2 separate regions of the Mus musculus genome follow, and region 2 is linked to region 1. Evidence: chromatin contacts called from public ChIA-PET data. All regions are on one chromosome and are shown on one strand. The core of a region is the stretch at or near the end of the contact, and the rest is flanking DNA. Distances in the headings are between cores, read along the strand shown. Region 1 holds the start of 2810403D21Rik (RIKEN cDNA 2810403D21 gene). Region 2 overlaps Sh3bgrl (SH3-binding domain glutamic acid-rich protein like).

The links. ChIA-PET counts read pairs in DNA pulled down with a chosen protein or histone mark.
Region 2: a contact with region 1 is called in an RNA polymerase II ChIA-PET map of memory CD8 T cells, with 17 read pairs. The contact joins the enhancer-like site here to the promoter of 2810403D21Rik in region 1. A contact is called at or near these places in 1 of 39 promoter capture datasets (pre-B cells), 4 of 484 Hi-C or Micro-C datasets (CD4 T cells, LSK cells, Th1 cells and 1 more), 3 of 115 datasets of contacts at active chromatin or transcription factors (effector CD8 T cells, embryonic forebrain and memory CD8 T cells) and 1 of 9 other capture datasets (adipose tissue).

What each region holds. Positions count from the first base shown.
Region 1 is chrX:108,830,729-108,837,546 of GRCm38.p6, reverse strand. 2810403D21Rik (RIKEN cDNA 2810403D21 gene) reads right to left here and starts at 3,069. Exons shown (of 5, transcript NR_015493.2): 1 at 2,862-3,069; 2 at 1,192-1,281. Brwd3 (bromodomain and WD repeat domain containing 3) reads left to right here and starts at 3,201. Exons shown (of 41, transcript NM_001081477.2): 1 at 3,201-3,448; 2 at 3,581-3,639; 3 at 3,841-3,870; 4 at 4,274-4,333. The coding sequence starts at 3,418.
Region 2 is chrX:109,111,602-109,118,419 of GRCm38.p6, reverse strand. The region is part of intron 1 of Sh3bgrl (SH3-binding domain glutamic acid-rich protein like); the gene reads right to left. Among named protein-coding and RNA genes, the nearest start is that of Sh3bgrl, 20 kb to the right of the region's middle. Within about 2 kb of position 4,324, at least 51 of the 459 cell types and tissues checked have an H3K27ac peak or open chromatin away from gene starts, as enhancers often do. A contact at or near this core is called in Th1 cells and memory CD8 T cells, where this site is marked.

The DNA.
Region 1 (6,818 bases), core at 1,820-4,319:
GCATGCCAGGGCAAGAGTGTGGAGGTCAGAGAACAACTCCAGAGAGTCAGTTCTCTCCTTCACCAGGTAGGTTCTGGGGACTGACCTCAGGTTGCTGGTTTGGTGGCAAGCATTTTTACCCACCAAGCCACTTGCTAAATATCTTATTCTTCTTTCCCTTCTTTCTTGTGATATTTTCATGTAGGCAGGTTGGTCTCAAAATCACTGTGTAAGCAAAGATGCCACAGAACTCTTAATTTTTCTGCCCTGAATTTTCCAGTGCTAGGATTATAAGAACATACCACAATGCCTAGCAACATTTCTTATTTTTCTACTTAAGTCCATTTTTTTTCCTATAATAGATGAAAATTTGCTTCCTTTACTAATCTAAATTTTGAAAAAAGTTAAAGAAAGACAGCAACATGGCTCAGTGGGTAAAGGTACTTGCTGCCAAGCTGACAATCTGGATTCTGTCCTGGGACCCACATAATGGAGGGAGAAAAGCAACTCTCAAATGCTGTCTTCTGACCTCCACATGTACACACACACACACACACACACACACACACACACACACACGGGGTGGGGGCGCGGGGGGGGGGATACAAATGTGGTCAGGCAGAGATTCAGACTGGTGATTCTGTCTTCTAAATTACTTCAAAGTGTTTGATTCGTTAGCATTAGTTCTAAAGAATGAATATTTTTTTGTGGGAACACAGACATTTAAAAAACTTTCTTCTTACAAACTTAGTACAGAAAATTCCTGCTAGTTCATCACTTCCTTAATTATCATCTCCAAAATTTACCCTTAGTGACTGGTTTTGTGGAAATGGATTTGGGCTTTAAGTATTTTTCCTTGTGTCAGTTTGCTTTGTCAGTAGAGGATTCTAGAATCATTGGGTATTGTGCGCCTGAAACTAATGTCGTGCTCTTTCCAGTTCCCCTTATCTCTCAGGCCAGCTTTGAATTAGCTATGTATCCCAGTTTAGTTTTGAACTAAAGACACTTCTGCCTCAGCCACCCTAGTGTTGGGATTATAGGTAGATCAGACCACAGGAGGTTAATCTGCATTTTCTTTACTCCTAATCCCTTATCATTTCAAATTCCAGTTAACATAATTATTTACCTGGAGGCCAGGTGACTCTGCCCCTGCACATACACAATAAATGAATAAATACAAATAAAATTAATTCTGTACAAGTAATTTCTTACCTTAAATTTCCATAAATGTGTGGAGTTTTCTCTCTTAATTGCATCCAAATTTACAGTTTTAGTGATCGCTGGGATAATTATGTCACATGCCTTTTGAATACAACAGAGATATATTCTCACATGAGTTCTACAAAAAATGTGTGTTAGCAAACACAGTGAATATTATTTATTATCATTTACATATAAGAAAAACAATAGCATGTAAGTGCTTTGAAGTCATATAGCAGGTGGTTTTTTTGTTTTGTTTTGTTTTAGTTTTTGTTTTTTAGAGACAGGGTTTCTCTGTGTAGCTCTGGCTGTCCTGGAACTCACTCTGTAGACCAGGCTGGCCTTGAACTCAGAAATCTGCCTGCCTCTGCCTCCCTAGTGCTGGGATTAAAGGCGTGTGCCACCACACCTGGCTAGTAGTAATTTTTAATATTAGTATGGTAGAGAAAAATATAAACTGTCTCCTAGGTCACTGTTAAGGATTAAATGAGTTACAGCAGGCAAAATATGTAGTAATGACTTGGTAAAGGTTAGCTGTTAATTATATTATCTTGAACTATAAAAATTACTATTTCAGTAAGCACCTCACAATTTTGTCCTGAGGTTTTATATTTCTTTTATCTACTTCTTTCAGATACTGATTATACCAAAGATAACCATAGCATTTTACTCTTATGTTGTTATTAATTACTCAATAAAAGAAATTGGCAGAATGAATTGCTAAGGATATGTTAAGTTTATGAATTGAATTAAATTTAATTCTATGCCCAATGTGGTTTAATCACCGAGCTCCCTGAGTCTGAAAACCAAACTCCCACTATAGCCATACATTAATGTGAACCTTCAAATTTGAGTATTTCAAAGCAAATAATGTACACAATTCAAATAGTACTTGTTTTCCCATCATGTTTTGTTTCTATGAATTCTGTTCAAAGTAACATCCTGAGAACGGGATGCTAAGAGAAATTGGGGAAGTGAACCAGTTTCCTCAAACTGTCAATTATTATACAAATCCTTTGATCAAATCAGCGCTGTGCTAAGAGTTAAAGTTATACATGAAAACAATTGTAGTCTCAAGGTAGTGGAAAAAAGACTTTTTGTCAACCGGAGTGGCGACACATGCCTGCCACATGAGCACTAGGGAAGCTGAGGCAGGAAGATTGACATGGAATTCCAGGGGAGCCTTGGATAGATACATAGTGACAGCAAGTCAGAGAATATCACTTCAAAGACAAACCAAACCAAACTATCATTTCTATCCAAATTTCAATGAATAGTTAAGAACTTTAAAAACGTTTTGGCAGAATTTCAAAACAGCGTTCCAACTTATCCTACAGGAATTGAGAAGAAAGAGCTTGTTGACCTTTTCAGAAGGGGGAAACGGCCTCCTCCTTAAAGTGTAAACTTCGCGCGCAATGTTTATCAGAATCAAGGGGAGACTTGATACTACTACAAGAAGTTTTCTAGAAGAATATTATTCCCTTGCTCATCAGGTAGGCGCAGCACTTTCTTTTGGCATGCTGTTCCTTGTTTGAAAACAAAACCTTGCAGTAGCTAGCGACTTTTTCTTGGGGTAGAGAAAGAACAAACAAACCAAATCCGTTCGGTGACCCAAGGTAAGCTAGATCATGTCAGTCCCTCGCCAGTTTCTCTTGATCATGTCTGGAGAGAGGTTCCCTCACCGGAAAGGGTCCGATTGCCCTTACAGGAAGGGTAAGCAACTCCGGAGCTCTAGGACGCCAACGCCACCACAGAGTTTGACGAAGATTGCCAGAGCGTCTGCCTGCATTTAGAACCTCTTCCTTGTTCTCTGGGCAGTAACTAGGCAACCCCAGGCCGGCTTAGCTGCTGGAACTAGGCGGCCGCCTTAGTGCCTCTGGCGGCCAGCCTGGAGCTTTGCAAGCGGCTCCCTTCCCTTTTCCCCCCTCCTTCTTTCTATGGCTCCACCCCTTTCCCCCCGCCCACCCCTCTCCCCCCGCCCACCCCTCGGCGACTTCAGCTCCTCCCTCTCCTTCTCTCTTGCTCTCCTTCCTCCTCCGCCTCCTCAGCTCTTGGGCTAGAATATCTATGGGTCGAAACGTGATGCGATGAATCCGAGAGAGACCGAAACTGGGACGAAGAGTGCGGCGGAAGCGGCGGGACTCCCAAGCATGGGGGCTTCACCACAATAGAGGCAGCGCCCCCACCCGCCCCCGCCAGCCCTCCTGAGCGAAGCCCCCAAACCCCCTCGGGAAAAGGATGGCGGCGGCACCTACCCAGATCGAAGCCGGTGGGTAGCTGAGCCGGGGGCAAAAGGGATGGGGGCTTTGCGCGACTGCTGTCAGATTTTTTTTAAAAAGCTTGTATCTCTTTTCCTTGCCTCTCTCTCAACGTCTCCCCCCACCCCCAACCCCTTCTTTAGAGCTGTATTACCTGATCGCAAGGTTCTTGCAGTCCGGACCCTGTAACAAATCCGCTCAGGTGAGAGGGAAAGGATATCTGGGAGTGTTGGGGAATGGTCCCATTGGGGAAATTGAGGCACTGGGTGAGCAGTGCAGTTGGAGGGTGAGGGAAAGGCCGGCCGCGATTACTCCTACAGTCAGCGGCTGTGTTGGAAGTGGGGAGGGAGGAATGGGTTGGCGCCCCAATCTGCTTTCACATCCCTGTGTCCCTCTTCCCCAGGTGCTAGTGCAAGAGCTCGAAGAGCATCAGGTATGGACCCCTTTTGGGAAGAGGTGGGGAGGGCTGGGGAGAACCTGGAGGAAGGGTAAGGTAGGTCAGGGGCCGAGGGCAGGGGCCCGGAGGGAGCCTTCGAGCTGGACACTTGGGGCTGTTGTCACTTGGGGTAAATCGGGTTCTTTGCTTAGAAGGGGCGGACAACGCAGGGGTCTAAACTCGCTGCCTTTTATTCCTGCGGGAGGTGTTTTTTCAGGATTTCCTTCCCTTTGGCCTGCCCCCCCCCACCCCCAACCCCCGGCACAGCGGCAGTAGCTGTCGGGACTGGAGAAATGAAAATGTTAAAGGGTCTAGGATTAGGCTCCAGGCTGGGTGCTGCTGCTGGGGAGCAGAGGCTTTTCCTTCACCCCCCCCCCTTTTCTTTTCCTCCGGCCCCCAGCTGATTCCGCGCCGCTTAGACTGGGAAGGGAAAGAGCACCGAAGAAGCTTCGAGGATCTGGTTAGTAAACTTTTCGTTTCAACTTAGCCCAACTCTTTTTCCACTCCCTCCCCACCTTGTGCCCCCAACCGCCCCTGGCCCTTCAGCCCTTAGAGCTCCCCGAGCCTGCTGTTCGGTGTTCGAAGGACTGCCCCTTCCCCCTCCCAGCGTGTCGGAAAGGGTACCTTGCCCTGCTCTAGCCTTGCTTATTTTCACCCCAAAACTTTGAAGAATGTGAGTTGGTTTTCAGAGGTGCTGTGTTGTGCTTTAGGACTGTGTTACAAACAGCGGAGAAGGCCCATTGTAGGGGGATAAGGGACAGAAACCAGGGGGTTATCTTGGGGCACGTACCAAGGACTGACGCTGGCCAATGACAGCGTTGGTAACAGCCCGGAGTTCCGGATTAGTGGAAGAAAACTGGTTTCTGGTTGGTCCTGGCTTGAAATACGGGAACTGAGGCCAGGCTTGGGTGTTTTTTTTTTTTTCTAGCTCTCTCTCTCTCTCTCTCTCTCTCTCTCTCTCTCTCTCTCTCTCTTTCTCCTTTTTCTTTCTTTCTTTTTTTTTCTTTTTAGAGTGGAGGGGAGAAGGAATTCAGAAGGGGAACTGACTCATAAGTGAGAAAAACTACATAAATAAAAATACTGAGGACTACTGAGTGAATTCCAAGATTGTTCATCTTTAGATAATGGGTTACTGAATAAAAACATTGTTATATATTTCTAATCTTAAAAAATAGCTAATTAATTCATCAGTAAACTGCATTTGTGCAAATATGTTTTCACTAAAGAAGAAATATGTATTATGACCTTTTTGGGAATAGGTGAACAGGATTTTGGGATTAGGAGACAATGGACATTTTTAAAAAAGAGAATATACTTTAGTTAAGTCTTGAATTGACTCTTGTTTTTTCCATAAATATAATTTGCAATGTAAGTGCACTTTCTGCTCTGCACTGAGACAAAAAGATGATCTTTTATATGTGGGGAAAGAGATTCTACTCTTAGCTACAGAGTTGTATGATGAAAGGAGTGATAATAAAACCTAAATTGAACTCTCTTTCCTCCAAATAAGATCCAAATGAGGAAAAGCATACAAAGTGGACACAAAGTTGGAAGAGTAGTAGACTAAGGCAGACTAAATAAAAAGAAAATAATTGAAAGTTTGCTTGTCAGTAGAAAACAGTTAAATTGCTGTGATGTTAATTTTGAAAACTTTGAGTATTATAAGAGTGAAGCCACATTATTACAGAAGCTACTGAGTTTTCCCTAATATCTTGCAAATCCAAAAATGGTTTAATTGTAATAAGAGTGAATGCCACCACCAGTATTATTAATGGTAATAATTTCTCAGATGGGTACAAATTATTTTTGAATACCTGTTACTACTTTTAATTTTCAGCCTGAAGTTTTGTTTTTCTTCTTTCTGTTGTTGTTAGACATAAATCCTACTTGTATCACAGAAGGTAAATTCGAAGTATTCACTAATACATGTTTTAGTATCAAACTACTGATAGCTGTTTGAACATAGTTTTAATATCTGGGTGTATGAGAAATGATTTTGTGTACTTTTTTCCTTTTCCAGCTTATATATGGATAGGCAGGTAGATCATTTTTAAGCAAATGAGAAAAGGAAACTTAAAAATGAACTTGATAGAAAATTGAGTAATTAAAAATGGTCTCCTTACCACACACTTTAAAAGGTGGTTTTCTAGTCATTTTTCTTAAACAGTAAAGGCAAATCTTTACACAGTTATTATCAGCATCCATCCTTTGCTTTATATTTTTCTGACAGTACTTTTGTATGACTATTGTTCTTTGAATATCCATCATGGTAATGGTAAGAAAAAGAATTAGTTGTGTTTTAAGTATTATGATTTGTCTTAATTTCCAATTGGTCATTTGAGCAATGACCTTTACCTTTTCACTAATTTTTTTTTTTACCTTTTCACTAATATTTTAACCTTTTCACTAATATTTTTACCTTTTCACTAATATTTTTGCATAATTAGGGGAGGGGCTCTTTTTCTGTTGCCTTCTCCAAAAGTCTCATGGATTTATGAATAAGGTCAAAGTAGCTCTTGAGTTTTCAAGCTTTTGTCACATATTGAACATCACTCTCCAGAAGTTTGTACTAATATTTAATGCAAAAGAAAGTGTGAGGGTTTATAGTTTTAAAATTATTTAAAATGGTTTTAATATGTGATAGTAGTCTTGAATTGATTTAAATAGACTTTTTCTTATTAGCAGTAAGACTTAAACCTTAACAATTATTTATTAATTATTATTAATACACTCATCCATTTATGTGGGCTTGATTTACTGTATCATGTGTTTTTTGTTTTGTTACTGTGTTTGAGACAGTCACATACTATTGTGTAGGCTGACCTGGAGCTCATGATGTAGTCTAGGCTTGCCTCAAGCTCTAAGCAACCTCATGCGTCAGCCTGCGAAATTCTGAGATTTTAGGTATGACCCACCTTATGGATCTTTCTTTCCTTCTTTCTTTC
Region 2 (6,818 bases), core at 3,075-5,574, 280 kb before region 1:
GAGTTTCCAAGGAGTTGTTTATTTAACAATTACAGCATTTCACATTGTTTTTCTCTTCAGTATTTCTATCTCTTTCTTTAGCCCATCTTAGCAGTAAGGAGCACTGGCTGCTCTTCCAGAGGACCTGGGTGTGATTCCCAGCAACCACATGGCAGCTCACAACTGTCCAGTTCCAGGAAATCTGATACCTTTTTCGGGCCTATGTGGGAACCAGGTACACATGGGATGCATGGACAGGCATTCAGGTAAAACACCCACACACATAAAGTAAAATAATATTTCTCAATTTTTACTTGAAAATATACACAAACCAAGAACAAATGAACACAAACGCTGGAGAGGTTGTGGGGAAGGGGGAATACTTATCCACTGTTGGTGGGAATATAAATGGGTACAGCCACTATGCAAACTAGTGTAGAGATTCTCAAAAATCTAAAACCAACAATACTGGTCCTATGCATATACAAGGTGTCCGTATCATAGCAAAGATAATTAATTGCACATCTGTGTTTATTCCTGCTCCATTCACAATAGCTAGAAATGGGATCGGTCTATATGTCTATCAACTGATAAATAGAAGGTGAAAATACAGTACACTCAACGAATTTTATTCAGCTGCAAAGAAAAATGACATTAGGAAAGTTGAGGGAAAATGTATAGGACTGGAAAATTACTAAGTAAAATAGCCTAGTCTAGAAAGAAAAATACCATATTTTCTCTCATATGTGCATCTTAATTTTTAATTTTTTAGATCTAGATTTAGATTTATGTTTTTAATACAGAGTATGTATACACAGAGGTCAGGAGGCTGGAAAGGGTGCATGAAAGGGTAGAGAACTGTAAAACATATATGATAGGAAAGTAGGTGTTGAAAACTAAGGAAAGGATAGTAACTAAAACTGAGGAGATAGGGAAACTTACAGAAACTCACTGCTTTATATGCTAGTTACAAAATATGTATTTTTAAATCAGGAATTTAAGGACAAATGTCCCTACATTTGGATGAGTGGACCCTGCATCCTCAGAAGAGAACATGGGATAACAAATGAAAAACTCATCGCCAGGTATGGAATAACCTCCCCCACTTAAGTTTTCAACACAAGATGTTCTAGAGGCTCCCCAAACAACACAGCTATTACCATTGCTCTTAATTACCCTCTAAAACTAGTTAGTAAAATCCCTCGGCTAAAGACACCACACACTCTGGTTACAGGACATCCAGAGATCAAGTGGAGTTTTTCTGGAAATACCCTGCCTGCTGAGTAGCTTTCATAGTACCAGAAAGTACTGTGTGGGGCCACTGTGGGACAAAAGTTATCAATAGTTTTATCCAATGGAATCTGCATGGTACAATAGCAAGCTACTATATACTGTGTGGCTACTTCCTGATATAATACCAGCACAAGTATTCCTGGATTACGAATTGCTTTCTGATTGGCTTTGAGGTCTGCTCCACAGGAAGGAACTCATTCCTCTTCAAATCTAGTCAGAAGCCCATGGCTAAGGAAAATCACAGGCCCTAAGGGGAATCCACTGCGCTTGTTCTGCTTAATGAACAAGTTATCAAACTGCCTTCTGAACATTTTATGTGTATAGATATTCATAAACCCTACTCTCAACCTCTTCTTTCTGCAGTGAACAGCACCCACTGCAAAGATTTATAACTGTCTAATGTGCAAGGAATAATTTCTATTAAGAGCTTATCCCCAAATAAGTTATTTATATCACCTCCCCAGCCCAGCTAAAAGCAAGCTAAGGAAACATCACTTAAGAGTACTTGGAATATAAGAACTTGAAGATGGGGAGAAATTCACTAAAATTCTGTCTTCTGGGTGTGAAAAGACCACAGCACTCATGGACTAACAGCAATTGTGATTACCTGCAGACGGCCTGCACAAGGTCAAGCCGATCAACATTCAACCATGAATGGTACAGGCTCATTGAGGATCTGCCCAGTGCTGAAGAGCTATTGGTAACTGACAGCTGCTTGGAAAAGGAGCTTGTTTTTGTTGTTGTTGTTGTTTTGTGTTTTTTGGGTTTTTTTTGTTTTTGTTTTTGTTTTGTCTTTTTTTTTTTGAGGGATGTTTGTATGGATGTAGGCGGGTGGAATCATACTTATAGAAGTGCAGGCAGTACTAACAGAACTCAGTGAATTATTTACAGACAAGAAAATGAAGGTGGGAAGGAAATATATGATGGAAAGGTGAGGGTCCAATGGAGAAAGAAGGGGAACTTAAGTTGAATATGACTAATATAAACTGTGTACCTGTATAAAGGTGTCAAATAAATAAAAATATTCTAAAGGAAAAAATGAGAAATATGAAATATGAGACAGAAATACACTGGGTTCCTTTTGTGTTGGCTAAGTACTCCTGGGCACAAGACGTGCCCTAGATTGTGACTGATATACGTACTCAGTGGCATGCCAATGGCAAAAACTACTTTTCTAGCAGCTTTCAATTGCAGGTAACTTTTTGGGTAGAGGTGGAATCCTCATGTCCACTTCCCCCTCCCAGTACTGGGATCTCATTGGCTAGAACCTGTGCAGGTCTTGCACAGGCAAAACCCTTAACTGTAATATAACATTTACTCTGTATATAACTGCCATTAGTTTCTCTGTCATAAGGAAAACTCCAAAAACACCACTTGTCATAATATGCATTTATATATTATGAAATATTTCTCTGTATCCCTCTCTCAATGTGTGTGATTCCTTATTTATGTTTTCAGCATAGCCCTTCTGTGTGTGTGTGTGTGTGTGTGTGTGTGTGTGTGAGAGAGAGAGAGAGAGAGAGAGATTAAAAGAGAGAGAGAGAGAGATTAAATCACCCATAGGTGATTATAGCATTTTAAGAGAGTGACTGAAACTACATTTAGGAGTTACATTCAGGAATTAAAGTCTTGACTGTGAAGACAATCTGTTCACAACATCTGGCACCCCAATCATTGTCAGGACTGTTCTCACTGCACTGATAGCTAAGATGGACCCTTCCTCCTTCACCACTCGTACACATGCCTCCTGCCTCTTCAGACTTGTCATCAAGGACACCCTTCCATGACAGAGAAGAATTGTTCTTTGGTCATGAGTATACAAGTAACTGCAGTTCTCTGGTAGGAATCTCCAAATAAAATTCTGAAGGAATATAAATTTGAACAAGGCACCAATATAATATAACATAATATAATAGTGGATATAAAACACATGCACCATATCAGCAGGCAAATAATCAAATACTGTTTCCAGAAAACTGAGTTCTGGGAATATAGCTCAATTGGTAAAGTATTTTGCCGCACAAGCATGAAGATGAAGTGCAATTGCCAGGACTGATATAAAAGGACAAGCACAATGGATTATAATCCCATTGCTAATTCAGGAGGAGACAAGCAGATCCCTGGGGATCACTGACCAGCCATCCTAAAAAGCCCCAGATCCCAATGAGAGACCCTGTCTCAAAAAATAAATAATAGTAGAAAGCTGAGGCTGACTCCAGCCTTTACATGCATGCCCTTATACATGCTTACGCCACACTTAGCATGCAAACATGTGTGCATGTGTTTGTGCACACACACTCACGTGCGCACGCTCACACACAAACATACACACACATGCACATACAAACAAAACTTCAGGGAGATATGAAAGATGATATGTTAGGTTGAAGGGTTCTAATGTCACGTTTCAGACATCAGAATGTAAAATTCCAGAGCACTGGGTAAGGGCTCAAAAGACATTTGGCATAATTTTAAATCTTTTTAATAACTGGGTTATCTAACAGTGGGGAAACTTTCCTTTCTCAATAACTATTATGAATATGAATACAGAAAATAAATGTTTGCAGTGCTACAAATTGCCAGATGAAGTGATACTTGTGCCTTGTAATTCCAGCATTTGGGAGATTAACACAGGCTTCTTGTCTGTTTGAGGCCATCCTGGGGTCCACAGTGAGTTCCAGGCCAGCCTAAACTACAAAATAAAACCCTATCTCAAAAACAAAACAATTTACAGCTCTAAGCTTGTATACTTTAAATAAGATGTTTAATGGAGTGCACTATAGGTCCATTTTCCCTGTAAGATTCTTTCCATCTAGAATCAGGTTTCACAAATACAATAGCTCCACACAAGGTTACACAAACATTGCTCAAACTATTAAGGCAGCAACATCATCACAAAACGTAAATAATTCATCAACAAATACCAAAGAACATCTTTTCCAAGCTAGCAATGGGATGATACCTGACACAGTCTGTTTAACAGTTTAACTACTTATCTCTACTTATCTCGTGTTTACAGTTTCACTTTTACAGTTTTACCGATTAGCACAAGAAGATTAACTGACAATAGGATTAGTTTCTCTTTCAAAGGTCTGCTCTATCCTCCCCTGGAGGCCTGTTTACTAGGCCTGTTTACTTCCTTACCTTTCTGGGGGAGACTCCAGCTCTCACCTTTCTGGGCTCAGCTTCTCTTCTCCCAAATCCTTCTGTTATGCTTAGTAGCCAAGACCAAAGGTCTCAGCCGGGGCCTCAGAAGAGTTTATCATCACCCGAAACTCAAAGATCCATTCAGACACTCTGGAGGTCCACCAAGATAACATGGGGGGGGGGCAGTTTCTATGGAAACCATGGCAAAGCAAACAGATGGTGGTATTTGTGGGTAATGGCAGCAATTAGGAGCAAGACGACCACCACCACCTGGCTCACATTATTAAAAAGCCACTCAAATCACCACCACCAGCCTAAGCCATGGAAATCACAGCCAGGAAATAAGGTCTCTGATAGGCTCCTGGGATTCAAAGAACAATGAGATCCACAGCCAGATAGATGATCCTCCAGGACACCAACAAGGAGACCCTGACCTCTTTGTCAGCCTCCATGTCATCATTCATCCATGATCACCTTAAGCATAGCCCTTGCCCTGGGAAAGTAATGAGGACACCACCTCACCAGGCAGGCTGAGGCGGGAGGTGAAGCCAGCACCAGCCTGTGTAACAAGTAGGAACAAAAAATGAGTACAGATCAAAACCCTAGAGAAACAGTTCTCTGTCCTTGTGCTGTCCTCAAGCCATAAAGAAGATGGGGGAGGGGGGAGACAAGAACAAACTCAAAATTCATCTCCTGATTAGTATAAAGGGAAAAGGAATCTGACAAAAATGGTAAAGGAGTTTGGGAGTAAAGATAATTATTGCACTGAGAAAGAGTTTATTAGAGAAGACAGGTTAACAATGGATAAGACCAAGGACTGTGGAATAAGGGGACAAAAATCCACTTGCAAAAACAGAGGTGAGAAAAAAAGCTCAATTACGCAAAGGTAATATGCCCAGATGTCTGGATTAAACAGTGCCTTTAGTGCAGTGTTTCCATGACAGCACCTAAGGGGATTTTAGTATGTGAATGAGCATGTTTATTCAGTTGAATATATTTATGTTAATAGGTAAAAGAAAACTGAGCAATTACCATATCAAATCCATGATTTCACCTACATTGCTGTTTAAAATAAAATACTTTGTTCATGCATGCATTCATTCATGCATTCAAATTCCATACACGTATATTCATTATATACTTGCCAATGACTGAGCACAGTGTGGTAGTCTGAAAACACAACAGAGATTAAGATTAACATCAGCAACTTTACAAGTCTATAAGGAAGAACTATAACAGAAAAAATGAATAACATAAAACACCTTAGACACAACGCAACTATAGTGTAAAATATATGTAATCCATGGAGTTCTCTAGAGATGGTTAAAGTATTTTTTTGCTAATAAGTGAATTCTGGATAGAATGGATGGCAGAGAGAAACAATCCTGAAAATGTTTCCCTCAAATATCAACTCAGCTGTGATTCAGTCCATAGTTCTCAGCAATTGGAAGTGTTATGAAGTGGTGGCTAACATTCATGAGCTGTGTCCTCTTTCTCACATTTAGCATTATCAATATAAATCCACACATCACTTTAAAAGGAAACTATTATAGCAGCAAAAATCATCCTGGCTTTTACAAATCTACTTCTTTCCCTAAAAAACATACAAAAGAAACCTGAGGTGAATATAGATCTCTAAAAGTTGGATAAAGATTTAACTGTAAAACGAAAGTCCAGGACAGGGAAATGGTTCAGTGTGCACAGATACAAAATTGGCAGCCTGAGTTTGATCCTTGGGCCCATATTGTGAAAGGACAAGGACTGACCCTTTCAAGTTGTACTCTGACAACTACAAGTACATCCGCACATGAGCATACACACATGCATATACACACAGAGGGAGAATAAAGAAAGAAAAATGTTACACATTTTCTAAAAAGAAACTTTACAGATGAAAACAAATTTACTTCTCACACTGAGGTCAAAGTCTAGCATCCCTTTTTTTTTTTTTTTTGAGGCCTTCACCTGAGTCAAAACCAAGTCAATAATATAAAATAAAATAGCATATAGTTTTGGTTAAAACATTAAATATAATTACTGTGATCACCTTAGTTTTGATTATATATTACTATAATTGGTATTGGAGATGATCTGACTGGCAGGATACTGAGTGAAATACATTTTCATTCATATATATATACATATATATGTGTGTGTGTGTATGTACATGTATATGTATATATATAAATATGGTTGAGAAGGGAGCTAGATTTTCTAAATTTTCTATATAATCCATCTGGCCATCATTTGAACCATTTCATTTAGAAAAGACTGAAGTTGAGTCTTTTTTTTTTCCTCCTTTAGATCGAGTTTCAATTTGTACCCCGAACAGGCCTCGAACTTGGAAGCCATCTTCCTGCCTCAACATCCCATGCTTTGGGATTACAGTCATGGACTAT